Linked DNA regions of Zea mays: regions 2 and 3 are each linked to region 1. Evidence: chromatin contacts called from public Hi-C data. All regions are on one chromosome and are shown on one strand. The core of a region is the stretch at or near the end of the contact, and the rest is flanking DNA. Distances in the headings are between cores, read along the strand shown.

Region 1 (4,169 bases), core at 1,410-3,909:
TGTGGTTCTTTCCAACATGGAAAGATTGCAGCTTGTTCAGTGAAGGCTTACCCCTATTTACTCCATATGCATTGTCGAAGTCAAGAGATGGATGGATAGCCCTCTTAAACTGTGCCATTTTCCGTGCTTTGTACTTGGCGATCTTTACCTCATGCTTTATGTCGAACCCATTCACATGATGGTTAGTGTCATTCTCGTAACGGTTATATGAACATGATTGCTCTTGGAATGAACTGAAGCAAAGCTGATTAGAAAGATCTCTTCTTCCCATCTGTACGAGGCCATTCACATGAGTGGACTCGTTGCTTTTGACATAATGCTCTGTTTGGCCACCTCCATCGTCAGAGCTGCCTGCCGATTCCTGCAAATCACACTGCTCTCCATCGGCTTGGAACGTGATCTCTTCAAACCGCCCATGTAGCTCTGCACATTGGCAACCTCGACGGCCTGATGACATGTAGGCGTAAAGTGAACCGCACGATGAGACGTTGGATCCACAGTTATGGCAGTATGAAGTGTCAGGAGCTTCCTCTATGCCCGGACCAGGCCTCCAATCTGGTACCAATGCACTGACCTCACCATCAATCATGTCAGCAATCCGAGTAACTTCATGGTCAGTTATATCCAGCTCGGCTATCATTTCAGTTGCAACGCTTAGTGCGGTATCAGCCTCAACGTCGAAAGGAAAATAGATGTTGCGTACCCGTCCTGCAATTTGAAAAATTAGCTTGCAAAAATATCAAAAATAAGTTTTCATATATGGACCAAACTTCAGATGTTTATGCGTTACAAATTGTGCATACCATCATTATCAGAAATCCGCAATCTGAGGAATATGCCTCCATCCTCACTCTTTCTCCCTTTGATTGTTATGTCCACATTGCCAAGAGGTTCATCCTCATTCTCGTTGAACAGGTCAATGCCATCTTGGCCTTTCATGTCATCATCCTCGCAGTCTTCACTCAGAGCGTCCTCATCCATGCTTTCTGAGAATCCATTACTCACCATGGAGCCATTGCTATAGGTATGCCCTAGATATGAAGGCTGCCGTACGTACTTGGTCGGTACATGATAATCTCCACCATCCAAAGAAACAGCCACGTCATCGCCCTGTAGGAAGGGATCCTCAAGCAGTTCTCTTGCTGACAGTCTCTGAGATGACGATACTAGGCACTTCTCGACAAAGCGCCTCAGCATTGGATCTTTCACCTTGTACAGAGCTTCTGGCTTAGTACCCTACCAAATCAAACAGGTAGCTGAAATCACGAAAATCATTTCAGACTGCACACCAGAATCACAATTGCTGCCAAATGGCTCATAGGGTCCAGGGATCTTCTTACAGAGATCACTTTCTTGTAGATCTGGACCGGGTGCGTACACTCGCTGTACGGGTACTCAAAGGTGACCATCTCGAGCACGCACATTCCAAACGAGTAGATGTCCACCAGCTCGTTGTACTCCTCTTCATACACCTCCGGTGCCATGAACTCCGGTGTACCTATCCAACCAATCCGACACATCTAGCCCCATTAAATTACCGAGTAGCTATTGCCAGTTGTGATCAAACAACATAATTTCGGGCTAGTGAGCTAATCAGATGGCTTACCCACGCAGTGGACAGCGTGGGACTTGCGGAGGATGGCGGCGAGGCCGAGGTCGCCAATCTTGACCTCGCCCTGGTTGCCGTTCACGAAGATGTTGTCACACTTGAGGTCCCGGTGGATGATGGGCGGATTGTGGCTGTGGAGGTACAGCAGGCCGCTGAGGATTTGCCGGCACCAGTGCTTCACCGCCCACATGTTCACCCTCCGGTGTTTCTGCCTGTACCTAGATCACCACCAGACGCGTAACCACAATCAATCAGTCCAAGAAGCAATCAAGCACAGAGGGGAAAAAAACTTTCGCGACTGGCCAGGAAAAGGGGATTCTCTGCAGCCGGACATGAAAAGGCAACAACTTTTAGGCGCTACAGGTACGGAGCAGGTTGGTCGCTTACTGGCGGAGGGTGCCGGAGGTGAACATCTCAGTGATGAAGTTGATGTTGCGGCGGGAGACGTCGACCCAGGAGGTGTAGAACTTCATGATGTTGCGGTGCTTGAGCGTCTTGAGGAGGTGGATCTCGCAGTAGAGCCGCTCCAGGTCCTCGGGGCTCTGCAGGAAGTCGTGCAGCTTCACCTGGTTCCACGCCACTTCCATCCCCTGGTACTCGTCGAACGCCTTGTACCTGCAGTCCCCGCACACGCACCTCGGATCAGGGACTCAACTCGGACGGCAAGAGAAATGAAAGCACGCAGCTTTGGCGAGAACAGCGCCGGATCTTACACAATCTTGGACGCGCCCTTGCCAAGAACGTCGCTGAACTGCGATAAAGAAAGAGGAAAGATGCAGGGAAACGGATCAGGGGATTGTTGAGCAGACGGGTCAAAAGACGGCGCCATAGGAGGAGCTCCAGTGGTAGCGGCGATTCCATACCCGTCCGTACCGGCCGGTGGGGTCGACCTCCGCATACTCCGGGCACGGGTACACGGCGGCGTTGGACTTGGCGCTTATCATCCCTGCAGCTCTAGCTCGCTTCTTCCCCCTGCAGCTGCAACTCCACCGCCGGGAAGAGCGCACCTCCGTGCCGCAGCTTCTGCTGTTCGCAGCAGCGGATAGGGACCGAGGAGAAGGAAGGGGAAGAGGGGACTGATGCCAGAGGCGAGACACCTATTTAGGGGAATCTGGGCACACACATGGTGTGGGGAGAGAGAGAGGATGCATATGGGGATGAAGAGCATGACCACATGAGGCAAAGGAAAGGCTGATTGAACGATGCGCGTGAGATTCCACCGAAAAGGCAGGTGATTTTACCGATTTTTTTTACTCAGATTTACTTGACTGTATTTTAAAATCCCGATATTGCCGGTAGGGAGCATGGGATTCTAGATATGATGGTAGGTTATCAGTTGAATGATTATTCAATTCTGGCATGGTCTACTTAGCTGCAATTACTCTTAACAATAATCAAACGATGTTAGTCGCTTTAAGCCAACTATTATATATATAAACATAAGGCTGTCACGTCATATCTTCTATTTAAAACTATAAATAAGACAGTTTATAGTGTAGGACAATATTTTACACGATCATATGCTCGATTTGCTGCAGACAGCCTAAGAAATATGATGCACAATAATAAGGTCGTGAAAATGATAAATAGTTTCAAAAAAATTGATTTATAAAACTAGAATAGAGTGAGCACGTGATAACTTCATTTGCATTGAAGTTGAAGGTTCAAGGTGAATTTATTTTATTTGGTCGCAATAAATTCATGAGAAAACGGTTCTTGGTGTTTTTTTAAAAAAAAAGCGGGCATAGCATTAAGAATATCTCCAATCGACTCTCAATTTTTTACTTTCTATTTGACTCTCTATTTGCATATCTATGAGGGCATGTCACTATAACAAACTATCTAGTTTGGCTAGCCTAGTTTGGCTAGTGAGAGAGCCAATTTTGACAGTCGGATAGTCTAACGAGTCAGATGGCTAGTCTGTTGGAGAGTTATTTCGTTGTTGGGTAGCTAAAATTTGGCTTGCAAGCTATTTGGCTAGTCTTTTTAAGACGACCTAAAGATTAAATTTTATATGTAGTATTTCACTCCAACAGATTATTAAACATGTAAGTTAGCTTGGCTAGGCAAATTTGGATAGAGTGGAAGTCAATTTGGAGAGCCGGATGGCTTGATGAGTTAGATGACTAGTCTGTTGAAAAATTATTTCACTATTAAGTAGCTAAAATTTAGATTTAACGAATTATTGGCTAGTCTCCTGGAGATACTCTTAGCCTAGATATCTACTTCACGTTCGCTATAGCCTCCTATTTAGTTAAATAGTGTTGTGGCAACGGTTAAAGCTATCATCTACAATTTTAATAGTTCGCTATTTAAAACACGGCTCACTCTAACACAACAGTGACTTAAATATGTAGGAAAAACTATCGAACCAGTTTTTATTTTATGGGCCAAACTTTTCGAGAACGGTGGTCTAAAGGAAAGTTATATTAAAAAACCATTTAATATCATGAAACTTTTTCTTGTTGATTCTTTGTCCTTTGCGTACAAAATCTGCTCAAGATGGAGAGAAAACAAAGGAAAAACTTGTCTGGTGCTGAGTTGGAGAGGCCCCCCTAGT
Region 2 (4,032 bases), core at 1,203-3,702, 580 kb after region 1:
GTTGAGCTTGCCACTCGGCCATGGCACACACGAGAACACGGGATGCTCAAGTAAGAACTGAACATAATGCACTAATACAAAAAGCTGGCTTGCGTTCGCTTCCTTGCTTCACAGGAAGCATATCTGATATACAAATCGAGATTTATGTTCCGTGGCATCGCACGGGCACCTACCTAGTACAAAGTGAAGACCGTTGAAAGAGCTGAAGAAGGATAACAGAAGTTTGTTTTTACCGGATTGATCAGAGTTCAGAAGCAATGACTTAACAGGTGCACTTTCAGAGCATCTGCGATCTAAAATCAAAACTGCAAGCTGGACCTAAAATCTTTGGGCCGATTGTTTCAAAATCAACTCAAAGATTGCGGATTTGTGGGGGACAGATATCCCCCGGGTCCACTAGAAGGCTAGAAGGCCTCGCGAAAGACTCTGGGCCCATTACTTCACAAGGCCATCCCTTCGTGGGCCAGGGGAGGAATCACTGGCAGAATGGACCGACACAAGATTGGACCGACTCGAGCCCAGACGGCTCATTGGGTTTAAACATTATCCGCAGCATTGACTTGATTCTCCCGCGCAGCACCCTCAGACGTCGGAACTAAACGAGGATAAGTCAGCGGGATAACAGGGAGATAAGTTCAGTCGGTTCACTATTACTTAGGAACACATAGTTATCGTACCCGCATGAAACGCCCCACGGTCGAGTATATAAGGCCTAGGGGGCACCCTATCAAAGAAGAAGTCACTTATTAGCCATCTAATCAATTCTCTAGCATCCTTCATGCTAGAGAACTCCCCTGTAATCCACCACATAAAGAGCCACACAAGGAAGTAGGGTGTTACGCATCTCTAAGCGGCCCGAACCTGTATAAAATTGTCTATCGTCCCTCGTGCGCCCAATACGAACCATCGAGCTACAGTTGGTAACACCGTCCTACCCAAAAGCACCTCGAGGGATAACCCGGGTGCGCGGTCGGGTCCCAAACACCGACAGTATGAGTTTTACCTTGCTGAGGTTTTCTCATCCAAAGTTTTTAACGAGGTAATATCAACTAAGCTTTATGCTTCATCATTTATTTTACTCCATGGGGGTTTTAGGAATGCTGATTACAGACATATTTTCTTTTGGAAGTCAGTATGAGTTTTACTCATAATCCAAAAGCATGATGTACACCTTATTTTTCCTATAGGGTTTTTAAGGAGAATAATATACTGAAAGAACAATTGACGGATGTCAAATGAAGTTGGAATTGATCAAGGGAGAGTGCTAGAAAAATGTGACATATGTGTGATCAATCCAAAGGGGTGCGACAATTATCTCGCTAAGAGACACACCTATTGGCTTGCACCCCTTCACTTGTATATAAATATAAATTCCCTGCGGCTGTCACTTCTATCCCAAATCTCGTTTTTCATTCATTTACAATAGTTTCAAAGGAGTTACCAATATATGTATTGTCCTCTAAAACATCTATGAGTTCTCATACGAGTTTACAATAAGGCAATAATCATTACATGTTGGATCACTTTCTCCTTATTTTTCCATTAGGTTTAAAGAAGTTTTTAATAAAATATATCAATATTTCCCATCATTTTTATTCTACAGGACTTTTAGAGGATTAATTGTATTCATTGATCTTAAAATTGGATTCGGTCTAGGAACAGCATTACAGCAAGGAGAGTGTTGCAAATATGAATATCTATACGTGGATAATCTCATCCCAAATCGCCAGCCAACGTGTGGTTCCTTTTTGGAAACTGACGTCTCAGACTGTTTGGCGCACGCGCTTGCACTTTCTTAACGCCCCTTTTCCGTGTATAAGTAATTTAACGTAAATATGTGAAAATTGCTGTAGCCATTTTTCTTCATTCCATTACAAGTCAGTAGTTTGCCCACCACATAACCCACCAGACAACCGCGGCAACACCCGAGCAACCGGTGCGAGGGCGTGCCACATCAGCACCGGGGTGAAACACCCCGTGCAGTGTCCAGATCAGGTCCATTCCGCGCAGGTGGGGCCCGCCAAAAGCGGACAACCCATCTATATTAAAATCATTTTTTCTCATTACTCAGCTGGTTATAATCAATTTATAATTGAATGAATAGGCTAATGGTGCCTTCTTCCCCGGCCCGTCCCCCACCCACCTCCTACCACCGGTGGACGATTAGATTTTTCCCGGCTACCCGAAACCGACACGTGTCAGTGGCGGCCCATGCTTGAGCCGTAAGGAAGAGGCAGAGGGAGAGATTTTATTGAGCGTCAGTGTGGGCCCGGTAAGGATCCGACGGTGGCGGGCCGCGCTACGGTGGCGCCCTCGTCGCCGGCGCTGTCGGATGCAGGATCGGTAGGCGCGCGGATCTGGACCGTCCGATGCGGGGGTGCGCAGCGACAAAAAGAAGATGAGGCGAGGCGGGCGCCTAGAAAGGGAACCCGACGGGGAGGGAAACGGCCAGACGACGCTCAGACCAAAGAGCGAGAAGGGGGCAAGCGGCACGCTGCCGGAAAAGAGAGGCTGGCGTGGTGAAGGGCAGGGCGGAGCCTTGCACCGCAGAAGAGAAGCGAGGGGAGCGCCAAGCAGTAGTAGAAAGAGAGATAGGGAGGAAGAGCGACGAGAGCCGAGGAGCTCTCCTCCGCCTAATCCTTGGCCGCGCTGCTAGATTCGCCAGAATTACCGAGGCGCTGCACCCCGGATCTACAGGGCGGCGGCGGCGCTCGTCGGAATCCGGCGAGGCGGCGGTGATTTGCCGGGGATCGGCGCCGCATGTCTCAGATCTGAGATGGACAGGATCCGGGACGGCAGGAGGAGCGGGGTGTCCGGCGGAGCCGGGCCGCCGCCTCCGAGAAGGCGCCTCAGGAGCAACGGCGGAGGGGGCCCCAGAGACTCGCCGCGCTCCGAGCGCCGACGTGGCGAGCGCCTCATGCTCAACGGCGGCGGCGCCGGCGCCGGGAGGGACGACGCCGACGACACCTCCGACGACAGCCTCGGCGACGACGACGAAGACGCCGAGGAGGAGCTCGCGCCGCGGTACCAGCAGCAGCGGCGGTCGCCGAGCACGGCGCCGCCACCGCCCTCGCCGCCGCAGCCCGGCGGTGGCCACCACCACAGCAGTAGTAGCAGCGGCGGCGGCGGTTACCACAACCACCACCACGGCCAGCAGCATCAGATACAGCGGAAGGGCGGCGTCTCACATCCGAAAAGCCCCATGGTGGTCAAGGCTGTTGACGAGATGATCGGCGTGCCTGTCCCGAGGAAAGCCCGCTCTGGTAGTCTCTCCTACCACCGCTCAGATTTTTTTGGCATCACCGGCTGTTTCATCTTTGCTTATGCTTTTGTGCTCTTGGCAGCTTCTACGAAACGCTCTTCGCACGAGTGGCCTGTCCCCGGCGGTGGAACCAGTGGAGGCAGCTCCGGCGTAGGAGATGGCTCGCAGATCCAACGACCTTCGTCACGGCCGATCTCTCCGGCGCCTGCCTCTACTGCCGCTCCTCGGAAGAAGCTTGTGGGTTTCTAGAGGCCTTTGCCCCTCGTTTTCCATGGTGCTCTTGCTTGCTAACTTTTTTTTCTCTCTTCGGCTTTGCCTATCAGAAAACATTGGGTGGCGGTGTGAGCAGCGGTGGTCTGGGACCAGCGCCGAAGCAGCGACCGTCGATGTCCCCAGCGCCTTCAACAACCCCGCCACAACCGCCGCCGTCGAAGATTTCGAAGTCTCCATCTTTTATCCAAGAGGAGATTGAGGTCGCTGAGGTGCTGTTCGGGCTCACCAGGCAGTTCCCATGCCCGCAAAAGCAGGAGAGCAACCACAAACTCGAGCCTAGGGACGCGCCCGAGGCCAAGTCTGGGAACTCTTCGCCGGCCCCCTCGTCTTCTGGCGTCCGACCGTCGGATTCCACCTCCCTTTCCACCATAGGTGCGTAGTCCTGTTGGCGGTTGTGGCTTTTTTCCCTCGCTGTTTTTGCATTTTTGTTTTCTTGGGTCTAATCGGCTCTCCCGCTGGATCTTGCAGCTCCAAAGAGGAAGAGACCACGGCTGGTA
Region 3 (3,959 bases), core at 108-2,607, 680 kb after region 1:
TTGCAGCAAACAACAACGATAGAGCGTGGAAGTAGGATGGGCTTTTTTTCCCGTTCCAGCAAACAGTCCAGACTCCAGACATGTATTGATCCGGCCTTTGGGCCTTCCCTCTCGTCTCGTCGTCCGCCAGCCAGATGCTTGCCTCGCGGGCTCACGGCGTCCGGCGAGGCCTGAGCTCATGGTGTCGTCACGCCGATCGTCAGCCGTCAGTAGTAACTCACGAGCCCGGTTCACGAACGACACGCTTGTCCAGTGCATCTTCCGCTTGTGTTTGGCCGCCCCCGTCTCCGGATGACCGGGGCGCGACGTGTAGGATCGCTGGATCGACCGGTCAGCGTCCGCCATCGATCAGATCAATACTCTCGAGCCGTGTCGTAGTTGTCCTGTGACGGAGGATACGACAAGATAGACTAGAATGGACTGGACACTGGACTCCACTGAGGGCTTTTGTTTGGGAGCTGAATGAATGGAAACCCCTACACAAGACCATCCATATATGGCCTTAGGACATTTGGCTGTTTGTTCCGTTGTGCGGTTGTGCCAAGCGACCTGTATGTATGTGTGATGTGTGTATATGGACTCTCAAGTACTACCTGCTGCGGTTGTGAACTTCATTCTATGAACAGTGCAGATATGGAGTCAGTTAGTCGTCAGTGCCTCACCGCCGACCACACGTATGCACACACGCTAAAAGCGTTGGGAGTTGGGACACCCGGGTGGAAACTGGAAAGCTTCTGTCCCGGCGCTTATGCCGTGTCCGTGTGTACTTTACTCGACGTGGAAAACGCTTCCCGCTTCCGGTCGACGGCGAGAACACTCCGGGGTCCCGCTCGTCGATGGGACTATGGCTAGACAGACGTAGGCTCGTCGCCATGCACATCTTATCAGCTGCGGTTACGGGAGCACCCCGATTCGACTCATACGGCTGCGTACGACACGATCAAGGGGATCAAAAAAAAATCTGGGCGAGTGCTTGGGCCTTGGATGGCGCTTCTGCACCACATGTGCAGATTCGTTCGGATGATGGAGCGAGCAGCCGAGCAGTAGCAACCGCCACCGCCAGGACCCAGGAGTGGTCGCGTGCCGTGGACAGTGACCCGACCCGCGCCGTATCAGGCAGCGCAGACGAGAACGAGACCCTGGTCAGGCCACCGGACCCGAAAGGCGAAAGCACAAGACCACGAGAAAGTCCATAAAACCCGGGCACACCAGGCCAAGCCATACGTATCGAAGGCTGGACGCAGGGGGGCATTTCCGGGAACCTCGCCGCGGGCGGGGCTGGAAAGCCGCGGAGCTTTTGATTTAACCGGCCGGTTGGTCAGCCAGCCAGCCAGCCAGCCACTCAGTACTGCACACTGCCATCGCTCTCCTACGGTACTGCTGCCTACCGCGCGTCTCGTCCCTTCGCTGCCGCTCTATCTATCTCGGCCGGAGCCATGGGCGGCGGTGGCGCGGCGCTGCTGCTGCTGGTGATGTGGGCGGGCGTGGCGTCGGCGGCCGTGTACGAGGTGGGCGGCACGATTGGGTGGACCGTCATGGGCAACCCCGACTACGCCGCCTGGGCCAGCTCCAAGCAGATCGTCATCGGCGACACTGTTGGTGCGTCCCATCCCTCCCCCTGTCCGTCTCGCTCTTCAGTCACTCGCGCTCTCTTCTGTGCGTCGGAGTCGGACGTGGGTGTGTGCTGATCGAGCCGCAATCACTCCTTAAGTTAGATTTCTTTTTTCCTTCATAACTCCGCTAGGAGAACCGAGAACTTTGAACTGGAGGCACTTTCGACTTACCTACCGAAATTCTGGGAAAAATCCCTAGTCGAGAACTGTAGAACCTAGGCCGGAGGGAGGGACCGTATCCATTCCTCCCGGTGTACGAGACTACGAGTGCACAAATCGGTGGTGCACTAGTGGCAGTCGGGCCGGCACGACACATGGTTGTAGCGATATGAAGACCCGTACTGTACAGAGTAATTTCGCTTTCATCCTCTGTCTGAGGCAGCCATGTCCAATATCCGGCTCTCCACTCCACCACCCTCTGACCCTCTCGAGTTGTTTTGTCTGTCAGTCAGTTTCGGGCTTCAGGTAGCGCCAGTACTGCTACTCCCCTACTACCTGCTACTGCTAGAATCCGGACGCCCTAATTCGGAGCGAGAACTCGCGCGCGTCCAGCAGCAAAAGGCCGCGCACCTCCATTTTAATTTGGTGCCTTCGTGTGGTGCGGCACCACCGAACCGATGGCACCCCCATTCGCCGCCGTCCGCGTCGCGCTATCCACAAACCCTTGGCCTTCACCTGTGGCCTCTTTCTCTTTACACGTGAATGGCAAAGCACCCGAAAATGGGTGGCCACGCTACGTGACCTTCGTGCGGCACGGCGAACGGCGAGCAACGAGCGGTGGCTGCCTCTGCCTGGCACGCTACGTGTACCCGTGGCCTCTTTCTCTTTACGCGTGAATGGGAAACCGGGGCGAGGACTCATTTATTACAGCGCCGCGCCGGCCTGTGCGGCGCTTAGCTAATTACTTGCTCCCGTACGGCCGCCGTAGTGGCAGCACATTGCACAAGTAGTACTCCAGTAGCCCTCGCAAATTCTATGCTGCCGCCGGAAGGGGTACCGCCAATGAAATTAATGATCTAAGGTATGTTCGTTTTAATCTCAAACAACGTGGATCTAATAAAATTGATTGAGTTTAAATCTCTAACATCTCAAAATTATTCCTAATTTATTCCAAGGGCACGTACATAGGAATGTTCCGGGAACATCTAGATTATATGACAAATATAATATTTTAGCATAGATGTGCATAATATCTGGCGGTAATCTTTAGGCTTGTTATTAAGCATATTATTAAAGACAAATATAAATTTCTGTATTATTATTTTTTTCAACATTTTTTATCGGTGAAAAAACATCCAAATCTGAATAATACTCGTATCCGAATTTTAAACCAATTATTCTAAAAAGACACAAAATGAATTTGACATTTACTTTTTATTAATCTTAATAAACTCAAGAATATAAATTTACATAACAAATCCTATATCCTATTTATTCATAATCAAAGAAAGAAGATTAAAAATTTAACATCTTAATAGGTATCCGGATTCGTACTGCGACATTGAATACGTCGTCTCTAGGCAGAAATTAGATAAAAAAATTCCAACATCGACGCTGATTAAGGAGGAGAGACACCTGTCATCTTTCGTGAGAAGATGGCTTCGGCAGGTATTATAATGCAAAGAGATGATAAGACAAGCACTATCTGTCTGTTTTGTTCCATGTTCGACACACGATACAATGTAAACATAGAACCCACCACATGATTTATTATTTATATTGTTTGTACGTGTTTTTATTACACACATAGACAATAATTGTTTGTGGGATATAGATGCCTAATTCTTTCCAATAGATATGAAATGGGAAAACCCGCATAAGATCTAATAGATGATCATGTCGAGGATTAGCAGTAATGCAATGAACAAGACCTCAAAGACGATCGTGTCGAGGATTAGCAATAATGCTATTGATGACTGACGTGACGGGGCGTTAGCCGTAAGGAAACAGAGTGTGTGTGTCGGCGGATCGATCGATCTAGGTTCGCGCGCCCTGTGACCACTGACCCACCAGCATATTGTGGGTGGCTGCGGAGCAGGAAGGATGGATGAGTGGCCAGGCTAGCGACCTGCAGGCTTTCGGCTATCCTTTCGCAGGTCATGGAAATATCTCCTGATAAATTATATGCAGCAGCAGCGGCGGCATCCGCTGCCAAAAGTCTAGACACGAAACAGTGGATACCTGTAGGTGCAGCGCTGCCCGGGAGAGCAGCCTTACAGGCACCTCAGGTCCAGGTTGGTATGGTAGGCTCTTGACGCGTTATGGCTTTCCCATGGCGCGGCCGTGCTCGTGTCTGTCTCGGCAGGGAAGTCGCGACGCTTTTCTCGGCGTGACGCACGCCCTCAG

Evidence for each region. Hi-C and Micro-C count contacts between places; a contact is called where the count stands out from the background.
Region 2: a contact with region 1 is called in a Hi-C map of endosperm, with 2.4 times the contacts expected there. The contact joins the promoter of LOC100502414 here to the promoter of LOC100272599 in region 1. A contact is called at or near these places in 2 of 25 Hi-C or Micro-C datasets (ear and endosperm).
Region 3: a contact with region 1 is called in a Hi-C map of endosperm, with 2.3 times the contacts expected there. The contact joins the promoter of LOC100283229 here to the promoter of LOC100272599 in region 1. A contact is called at or near these places in 2 of 25 Hi-C or Micro-C datasets (endosperm and tassel).

The regions. Positions count from the first base shown.
Region 1 is chr7:168,848,727-168,852,895 of Zm-B73-REFERENCE-NAM-5.0, reverse strand. LOC100272599 (Serine/threonine-protein kinase WNK2) reads right to left here and starts at 2,659. Exons shown (of 7, transcript NM_001147062.2): 1 at 2,473-2,659; 2 at 2,323-2,360; 3 at 1,997-2,224; 4 at 1,607-1,827; 5 at 1,341-1,498; 6 at 804-1,236; 7 at 1-708. The coding sequence starts at 2,553.
Region 2 is chr7:168,268,063-168,272,094 of Zm-B73-REFERENCE-NAM-5.0, reverse strand. LOC100502414 reads left to right here and starts at 2,452. Exons shown (of 13, transcript NM_001323959.1): 1 at 2,452-3,263; 2 at 3,345-3,499; 3 at 3,586-3,907; 4 at 4,004-4,032. The coding sequence starts at 2,777.
Region 3 is chr7:168,171,430-168,175,388 of Zm-B73-REFERENCE-NAM-5.0, reverse strand. It overlaps LOC100283229 (Cupredoxin superfamily protein), which reads left to right and starts at 1,357. Exons shown (of 2, transcript NM_001156131.2): 1 at 1,357-1,599. The coding sequence starts at 1,437. It overlaps LOC103633319 (a long non-coding RNA gene), which reads left to right and starts at 1,606. Exons shown (of 2, transcript XR_556456.2): 1 at 1,606-2,634; 2 at 3,092-3,959.